Regions from separate parts of the Mus musculus genome. Here regions 2 and 3 are each linked to region 1. A link is a contact called in public HiChIP or PLAC-seq and promoter capture Hi-C data. All regions are on one chromosome and are shown on one strand. The core of a region is the stretch at or near the end of the contact, and the rest is flanking DNA. Distances in the headings are between cores, read along the strand shown.

Region 1 (2,634 bases), core at 76-2,575:
TGTAGACCAGACAGACAGGCTTATGTGAAGGATGGAGGAAGGGTCCCCTGGGTATTTCTGTAAGCTGGTCAGTTAATAAACAGCGACTGCTTGTTGGGGTGGGGGACAGAAAAGGGGGGAAAAGTGAGAGAACAGGAGAGAGAATGGGGTAAGAAAGCCAGAGCTAGAGAGAGGGGGAAGGGAAGGAGGGGGAGGGGGAGGTAATGAGAGAGAGAGAGAGAGAGAGAGAGAGAGAGAGAGAGAACAGTAAGTAGCACCCCCGGACTTCTTCCCGGATGCAGAGCAAGTGCTCTGGGTTCTTTCCTTATTCAGCAGGATGCTGGCTGCGGCCTCACGTGGGCTGCTCCAGCATTCAACCATCCAGTACATCCCCAGCCCCACCTCCGTGAATTCTCTGCCCAGCACCTCACTCTCAGTAGTTTCTGCAGCTCCCATTGCTGAGAACCAGTTTTGTCCCTTTTCTGGCATCCTTGCTTTACATAAAATTTTAGTTTATTTTGAGATTTTTTTTTTTTTGAGCATGTTTGGTCGATCAGGCATTTCTGTCAATTTTGTGACGTGGACTTCTTAGAAAGTGACCAAAGTTTCAGAAATACACTATCATGTCGACGTAACTCAAGCAACGGCCCTGGTTTTCTTCCCGATGGCCATCCATCTCTGTTCCCAGAAAGGAAATCCTGAGCAGCACTCATTCCTCCTCGAATATGGTCGAATTTTCATGGAGAAATATAAAGTCCTTTCTGCTTTTCAAATGGGATGGCTAGATTTGTGGGGAAAGTCCCCCTCTTGTAACAAGAATCGATGACAACTTCCCGTTTCTTTGACTTTCCCCGGCTACCGGTGAGAACACCGAATTCCATTGTTTGAGGGTGAGTTTTCATGTAGGTGGATATCACACTATTAATTATTATCAATAATTATTTTTATTTTTATGCAATATGTATATAGCATAGATAAGATTGTCGTATGTCGTTTCCTATCAACTATGCATAAGTGATTTGCAATATGCTCAAATCAAGGGTTCTCTCTCTCACACTCAAGCTCTCCTGGGTAAACGAAATGGGACTAGAACTCAAAACGAACCACAAGGCTCTGCATCCTGGGTACTGGGATGAAAGGTCTTCCCCCCCCCCCCACACACACACACACAGGCAATCTCACCCAATATCTCCCGACGTCGATCATTATGCAGCCGATCATTGTACACCCACTCAGCATCTTCCAGTGATGCGAGTTTCCTCATGGCTGGTGTGCACACCTGCCCTAGGATCTGCTCCAGGTGCAACTCCGAGAGGGTGACAGGATCAATAGCAGCTGTGGCCTGCATCTCTTATCCCCTTCACAGGCTGAGTAATACCTTTGAGGAGGTGCTAAACACCACCCAGTCACCAGCCCGGCCTGGTCAGCTGACTCTGCAGGCTGTGCCTCCAGGGTCTGAGGTTTGGATGTACCCTCCTGCAGTCTATGGGTATCACTGACCCTGCACGTAAAGGCCAGGCCTCTGCCCTAGCACGGCTGCAGCCATTTTGTTCCATGCCTGCCAACTTTTTCATAGTGTACTTGTAAAATGCCTGTCAGTTATTGGCACAGAAAAATAACTTGACTCAGAGCCGGGTTGTGCTGTGAGTCCCCTGTTACAGTCTGTATGAGTTTGTTGATATTTTTCTTTTTCTTTTTTGTTTTTGTTTTTGTTTTTCGAGACAGGGTTTCTCTGTGTCCTGGAACTCACTCTGTAGACCAAGCTGGCCTCAAACTCAGAAATACGTCTGCCTCTGCCTCCCAAGTGCTGGGATTAAAGGCGTGCACCACCACTGCCAGTCAAGGTTTGTTAATCTTAAAAGAAAAAAAAAATCACAAAGTTTTACGTAGCACCCTTTGTATTAGAGGTCAATATGAACTGTTATGTCTGCATTGGCTTGAGTCAGGACTGACTACCCAGCAGCATTCCCAGCACCTGCGTATGAACTCATTGTGGTTTTGTTGTAGTTTTGTTTTGGTTTGTTTTGTTTTTGTTTTTTTGTTTTTGGTGTGGTTTTATCCTTTATAAACTGATATAAAAAATAATGTTCAAGGTCGTAGCTTCAGCGCCTCCCCCTTCCCCCCCCCCCCCGAATTCTGAACTACAGCCCTGATGGATCAGTCTTAGAATATGCATTCAATAAACCATCCCTGTTGGACTGAGATGGGTGTTCGTGTGTTTCGTGGGGCAATTCCTGGACCCCAACATTTGGTACATTGGCCGGGAAGCCCCCTACCCTGGAACATCCCTCAGTTACTGACAGTGAATGCCAGGAAGCCAGCTGGCCCTCTATGAGGAGGAAAGTTTTTTTTGTTTTTTGGTAGCTTCCCAGTTCTTTTTCTTAGTTTGGTCTTGTTTCTGGTACCTTTTGGTGACTCAAGTAAAGACAGCTGGACACAGTAATGCTCCCTGGTCAGGAGGACAGAGGATGCTCCGAATCTCCTCTTGGCTAGGTGGTCAGAATAAAATCCACCCCTTTGGACAAAGGCTTAGTCTTTAGATCTAAAAATAAATACACTTAATTCTTGAAATTATATATAAAGAGAAAGGAGATTATAGGTGTAATTTACCCACTAAGATATTTAGTTTTAAATTTTCAAAAGGATCTTTTAAAA
Region 2 (2,634 bases), core at 57-2,556, 93 kb before region 1:
CCTCACAGTCCTGGGCACTTGAACACTTGTTTCCAGTTGATGGCTATTTGCGGAGGAGCAAGTGTGGCCTTGCTGGAGAAATTATGTCACTGAGGACAGGCTTTGAGGTTTCAAAAGACTCCTATCAGCTTAAGTTAGCTCAAGACTTTCTGTTTGTGCTTAGAGAAATATGCTCCCAGCTGCTGCCCTAGCTGCTCGCTACCTCCGAACCGCCATAACGATGGCTATCCCTCTGGAACCGTGAGCGCCAAATAATCTTTTATAGTTGCCTTGGCCATGTGTTTTATCACCGAATAGTAACTGACAGCCCTTTCTGTATCCTCAGCACTTCTCCCAAATAAATCTCCTAGAACTCTGTAGACGATATGCTGGCCTTGAACTCAGAGATCCATCTGCCTCTGCCTTCTGTGCGCTGGGACTTAAGGTGTGCGCTACTGCACCCCCACAAATCAAACTTCCTGAACAACCACTTAAACCTTGTAAATTACTCTGAATAATTTTCCTTAAAAACAAACACCAATAACAACGGAGAGGCGCCTACACATAACAGTTGCAAAATACTCCTATGCAAAATTCTCCCTTGAAAAGGCCAAGAAACCCATACTCACCCTTGGGCTTTATCTTGTTTTGTTTTGTTTTGTTTTTTCCCCCTGAGCACCTATTAGCCACTGTGCTCAAGAGTGCTAAAATTATCTTTTAATAAATCCCAATTCTGCTTCATATTGGTTTGTCATGAAGTTGTTTTCTACAAAACCATGAATCTTGCTTTTTCCTGAAAAGACGTTTTTAAGGGGAAAACGTCTTAGGCTGCAGACTGAGTTCCACACTATCCTTGGGTACAGCGTGCGACACAGAACAAACAGAAACCGCGAACACGCTGCGGTCCTGGTTCCCAGACTGGAACGTGACAAACCCAAACTTTTTTTGTTTTGAGACAGCATCTTACTACTTGGCTGTGCTGCCTTTGAACTCTTCAGCAATCTTCCTTGCCTTCGCTTCTCGAATATTTTTAAGGTTTTTTTCCCCTGCTATGCCAGGCTTGGCATCAAGTTTACTACTTGCTTGTGAGAGTCTGCGCAGCCGCGAAGAATGGAGTCCGTGTCTGTTTGCTCAGTTGGGAACCAATAAAGTTGAACGCCTTCAAAGGGGGCCTAGCCTCTTAGGCAGGGCTGGGTAATCTTGACAAGGAACCAGACTGGAAACTCGCGCGCTTCCAGGTCCTCCCGACCTCCGTGAGCAGCGTAGTCCTCCCTACAGGCGGAGCTTTCGTGCTGAGGAAAAGTTGCGGGGGGGACTTCCGGTGCTAGGGACCACGCGTGGGCGGGGTTTCCGGTACGGCGGCGAGCGCGGCTGTGGCAGTCTTTCCCGGTAACAAGAGGCGCCCGTGCGGGGCAGCAGCATCATGAAGCCTAGACCCGGGGTTTTCGTAGACAGGAAACTGAAGCAGCGGGTCATTCAGGTGCGTGTGTGTCTGCGGACACTGCATCTCCATTTGCGCGCGGCTGCCTGGCTTGGCGCCTCTGGCCGCCGCCGCCGGGTTCCAGCATGGTCTGGATGTTCCCTTGCGGCTGCCGTAGAGAAACAGGCCTGGGAGCCTGGAGGCTTTGACATTATTTTTCTTATTTTCGTATCTTGGAAGCACTGTGTGGTGGACGCCTTCAGTGGCGTAGTCAGAGATACGAATTAAAGGGAGGGAGAGGTTTGGATTTTGTTTGGCGGTCGTACTGTGTAGCCCTGCCTACCCTAGACCTCGTTTGTGGACCAGGCTAGCTTTGAACTAGAGCCCCATCTTCCTCTGCTCCAAGGCTGGGTTAAAGGCTGCACCAACCACGCCCCGCAAGGCATTTTTGTATTTGTTTCCCATTTTTCACTGGTGGAATTTCGGGGTTTTTAAAAATTGGAGTTTCAAGAACTTAGATTGTTTTTCCTTGATCTGCCGTCCTTGCTTATTTTGGGGTTCGAAAGTTCTCTTAAGTTTTCAATTCTCTGGGCTTCTTGTATCCCTTCTTTCTTCATACTCCTTTCTTTCAAAAGATTTATTTATTTATTAGATGTAAGTACACTGTAGCTGTCTTCGGTTGTGAGCCACCATGTGGTTGCTGGGATTTGAACTCAGGACCTTGAAAGAGCAGTCACTGCTCTTAACGGCTAAGCCATCTATCTCTCCAGCTCCTTCTTACTCCTTTCTCACCTCCATACTTTTTACTAGATCTCATTCAGCCTAACACCTTTAAGTATGAGCTACCCTGTGACCCAAATTTGTATGTTTTACTGTTGGTTTCATTTTGTTTTTCTTTTCCGAGTCAGGGTTTCTCTGTGTAGCCCAGGCTGTTCTGGGACTCCTTCTGTAGACCAGGCTGGCCTCTTCCTTCCTCTCTGCCTTCCTAGTTCTGGGATTAAAGGTGTGGGCCACCTTAAAGTCAACAGGCCTTAGAGTTAAGTTATTCTTTACCTAAAAAATGTACTCACCTACTTTTTGTTACTGTTTTGAGACAGAGTCTCTTGAATTTTTCTATAGCCAGTTTCCTAGCTACCTCTGCTCAGTGCCCCAGGTTTTGCCTTTAAAAGAAAAATAGAGTATTTTTATTTTACTAGCATTTTATTTTATATGCTTTGATGTTGTGTCTGCACATA
Region 3 (2,634 bases), core at 48-2,547, 70 kb after region 1:
TCCTCCTCCTCATCTTCTTCTCCCTCTTCTTCTCTTCCTCTTCTTCCTCCCCCCTGCTCTTTGTTTAGACAGGCTTTCTCTGTGTAGCCTTGGCTGTCTCTGTGACAGCCAAAAAAAACTAATGTTTCTCTATGCTTATATCCAATGATTTGGCTAAGTCATATTTTAGTTTTTTTTGAGGAAATTTTCTTCATACTGACTTCCATGGTGGCTGCATTAGTTCACATTTCAGTCCACAGTGTATAAAGATCCCTTGTCAGTTTTGACTGTTGTTTCCTGGGCTGTTAAAGAATATTCAGTTCCATAAATTACAGCTTCTTCATGAATCTGCATGCATTGCTGACTATCACACCTTTGAGACCCAGCCTCCAGCAGGTCAACACTGGCTCCTCTTCCAAGATAATCTAGAATACCGCTTACTACCTGCTGTAAAATAAGGAGTGGAGGTTGCTGAACTAACACACTATAGTCAAACCTGCTCTGTAGTCTGAGATCATGAGTCTCAAGGGCCCGTCCTTGAGTGAAGTACTAATATTCTCATCTTAATTAGAACATAGAGAAGAAATTGAGTTTTCACACTAGATCTGTTACCTTGCCCTCCACTCTAGCTTCACTGGGGCTTATTGAAGATGGTACTTTCCAAGAAACATCACCCCATGGCAGCCTCAAACTGAGGAGAGTATTAGAATATACTATGTTGAACCATGTATGCACACTCACGATGAAGCTACTCATGATGAGACTTAGGGAGACATTAGTAACAACTAATGATTCCGTTGAGTGTTAGCACTCTCTTCTGTACAGTGTTGCTGGCAGCGCTGGACCTGAGCTTTGGGTCTATTATTAAATGGAGTCAGGCTTAGACACAGCTCTGAGGTACTGTGATAATTGCCTCACAGCTGAGCACTGCTAGGTGACTAACAGGCACCTAGTATATACAGTTTGACGCAGTGGACTAAGGAGTAGCTTATGATGTGGGGGGCGGGGGAGGGCAGGACATGCTATCGTGACATTCTGAATGGCACACAGTTTTAAATGATAAATGATTTCTGAAGTTTCAGGTTGCAGTTTTCCCACACATAACCAAAGCTCCACACAAAAGGAGACCACTGGGCAAAGCTGGCATGGGCCATCCTCACACCCTGGATGCCCTTTCTTTAGATGGGGCTTCAGCAATGATCTCTGTATCTGGTCTCTGGGTCACTGCGGTTCAGTTTGCTGTCTGAAGTCCAGAGTGTGACTGCCATGTGCACACAGCAGATTAGCTGAGTCATTGGGACTGTGCAGTGTACAAAGGGAGAGGGGTGGGGACTCGTGCTCAGTCTGTCCTGACTCTCCCAAGGGCTCTGGATGCTATTGTGTACAGAGCCCCATGGGCCTGCTGCTTCAAGAAGGCTCAAGGTGCCAGCACTGAGCCATGGTGCACAGCAGAGCATGCTGGGATAATTATGCCCAGGAAAGGGGAAAGGCCTGGTTTGTGTCCCCAAGAAAAACAACAGCAGTGTTTCGGTCTCTCCCTGCAGCAGCCAGGTAGGGGCTGATTTTCTAGTTCCCTGGGCAGGTTGGCCATCTTTCCTGATGCTCCTACTTGCTACTCTCCTGATGATGTCATGCAGAGCTGTTCTTGGTTGCTTCCAGGACCTGAGAGCTGGGTCTGAAATGACAGTGGCTGTCTGTGCTGGCTGTAGTGCAGGCACTGGGGACCGTGACAGGAGCTGAGGGGACATAGTCTCACCTTCTGGAAACAGGTTCTGCTATGTGTTGAGCTTCAGGCTGAGTGAACTGCATGAACCTGCCCTGCAGCCAGGGCGCTTGCTCCCCAAGTTCCCACGGCCCCTACACAAACCCAGCCTCTGATATTAAGAATTACATGAGACTTCTCTTACAGTTTAAAGCTTAGGCCTTTGGCTGGGGCAGTCTCCCAGCTAGCTCATGTAACTTAAACTATCTTGCCATGTGGGTGCCTCCGTACCTCTCTACTCAGGACCACACTTGAGGCTGCCACCCTACCTGTCACCAGGGGCACCCTGTGTGGAGAACAGAGAGGTGGAGATACCTACAGGACAAGTGTCTGGTTCAGGTTAGTGACACAGAGGATTCAAAACTCAGCAGCTCCCCCTACAGTCAGGGAATCTCCAGGACAGTGAGCAACCTTCATTGCAGAAGAGCAGAGCCTCTCCCCCAGGCCCTGTACAGACTTGTAGGTTAGGATTGCAGGGCCAGTTGGAGAGAGATGAGGGAAAGGCTGGGAGCCATCCCTTCTCTGTGGTTCTAGAAGCTGCACCACGCACAGAGTTTGAGTCCTGTTCCTAAGCCTGGCGCAGGCTTTTGCTCTGACCCCCAGTCCCAGGGCTGTGCCTTCTTTCCCTGTTTGGTGACATAGAAAGCACCAATCTCAGAGCTGTGGGCAGGAAGAGAGAGTGAAACAGGACAGGAACACTGTTCTGTCACTGCTCTCAGCTCAGCACCCACAACAGCTGGATAGCTTTGAAGAAACGGGTGTGAGATGAACAAGCCCTAACGATGTGTACAGAGGCCTGTGCCAGAGAAAGCATCTGCTTTGTCTAGAGGGAAAATGACCCCGAATGTGCACCTTGGGCCCTGAAGAGCTAGTGAGCAAGCGTCTACCGGGTG

Evidence for each region. HiChIP or PLAC-seq counts read pairs in DNA pulled down with a chosen protein or histone mark. Capture Hi-C pulls out chosen DNA fragments and counts their contacts.
Region 2: a promoter capture Hi-C map of adipose tissue shows a contact between it and region 1. The contact joins the promoter of Nvl here to the promoter of 9130409I23Rik in region 1. A contact is called at or near these places in 3 of 39 promoter capture datasets (macrophages, neural stem cells and stem cell-derived epiblast-like cells), 2 of 115 datasets of contacts at active chromatin or transcription factors (the SCID.adh cell line and embryonic stem cells) and 3 of 9 other capture datasets (adipose tissue, liver and pancreatic islet).
Region 3: an H3K27ac HiChIP or PLAC-seq map of embryonic stem cells shows a contact between it and region 1, with 7 read pairs. The contact joins the enhancer-like site here to the promoter of 9130409I23Rik in region 1. A contact is called at or near these places in 23 of 39 promoter capture datasets (the 3T3-L1 cell line, 3T3-L1-derived adipocytes, the C10 cell line and 15 more), 9 of 15 datasets of contacts at CTCF or cohesin (the G1E-ER4 cell line, the NIH/3T3 cell line, embryonic stem cells and 4 more), 238 of 484 Hi-C or Micro-C datasets (the 3T3-L1 cell line, 3T3-L1-derived adipocytes, the 63-12 cell line and 132 more), 29 of 115 datasets of contacts at active chromatin or transcription factors (CD4 T cells, CD4 single positive thymocytes, CD8 T cells and 19 more) and 6 of 9 other capture datasets (adipose tissue, embryonic stem cells, embryonic tail and 3 more).

Annotation. Positions count from the first base shown.
Region 1 is chr1:181,049,928-181,052,561 of GRCm38.p6, reverse strand. 9130409I23Rik (RIKEN cDNA 9130409I23 gene) reads right to left here and starts at 1,325. Exons shown (of 3, transcript NM_001033819.2): 1 at 1,162-1,325. The coding sequence starts at 1,243. Gm39716 (a long non-coding RNA gene) reads left to right here and starts at 219. Exons shown (of 2, transcript XR_003948798.1): 1 at 219-869. It also overlaps the pseudogene Gm17967.
Region 2 is chr1:181,142,876-181,145,509 of GRCm38.p6, reverse strand. Nvl (nuclear VCP-like) reads left to right here and starts at 1,306. Exons shown (of 23, transcript NM_026171.2): 1 at 1,306-1,459. The coding sequence starts at 1,403.
Region 3 is chr1:180,980,149-180,982,782 of GRCm38.p6, reverse strand. No RefSeq gene overlaps it. Among named protein-coding and RNA genes, the nearest start is that of Ephx1, 36 kb to the left of the region's middle. Within about 2 kb of position 1,297, at least 24 of the 459 cell types and tissues checked have an H3K27ac peak or open chromatin away from gene starts, as enhancers often do. A contact at or near this core is called in the AtT-20 cell line, embryonic stem cells, female germline stem cells and 4 more, where this site is marked.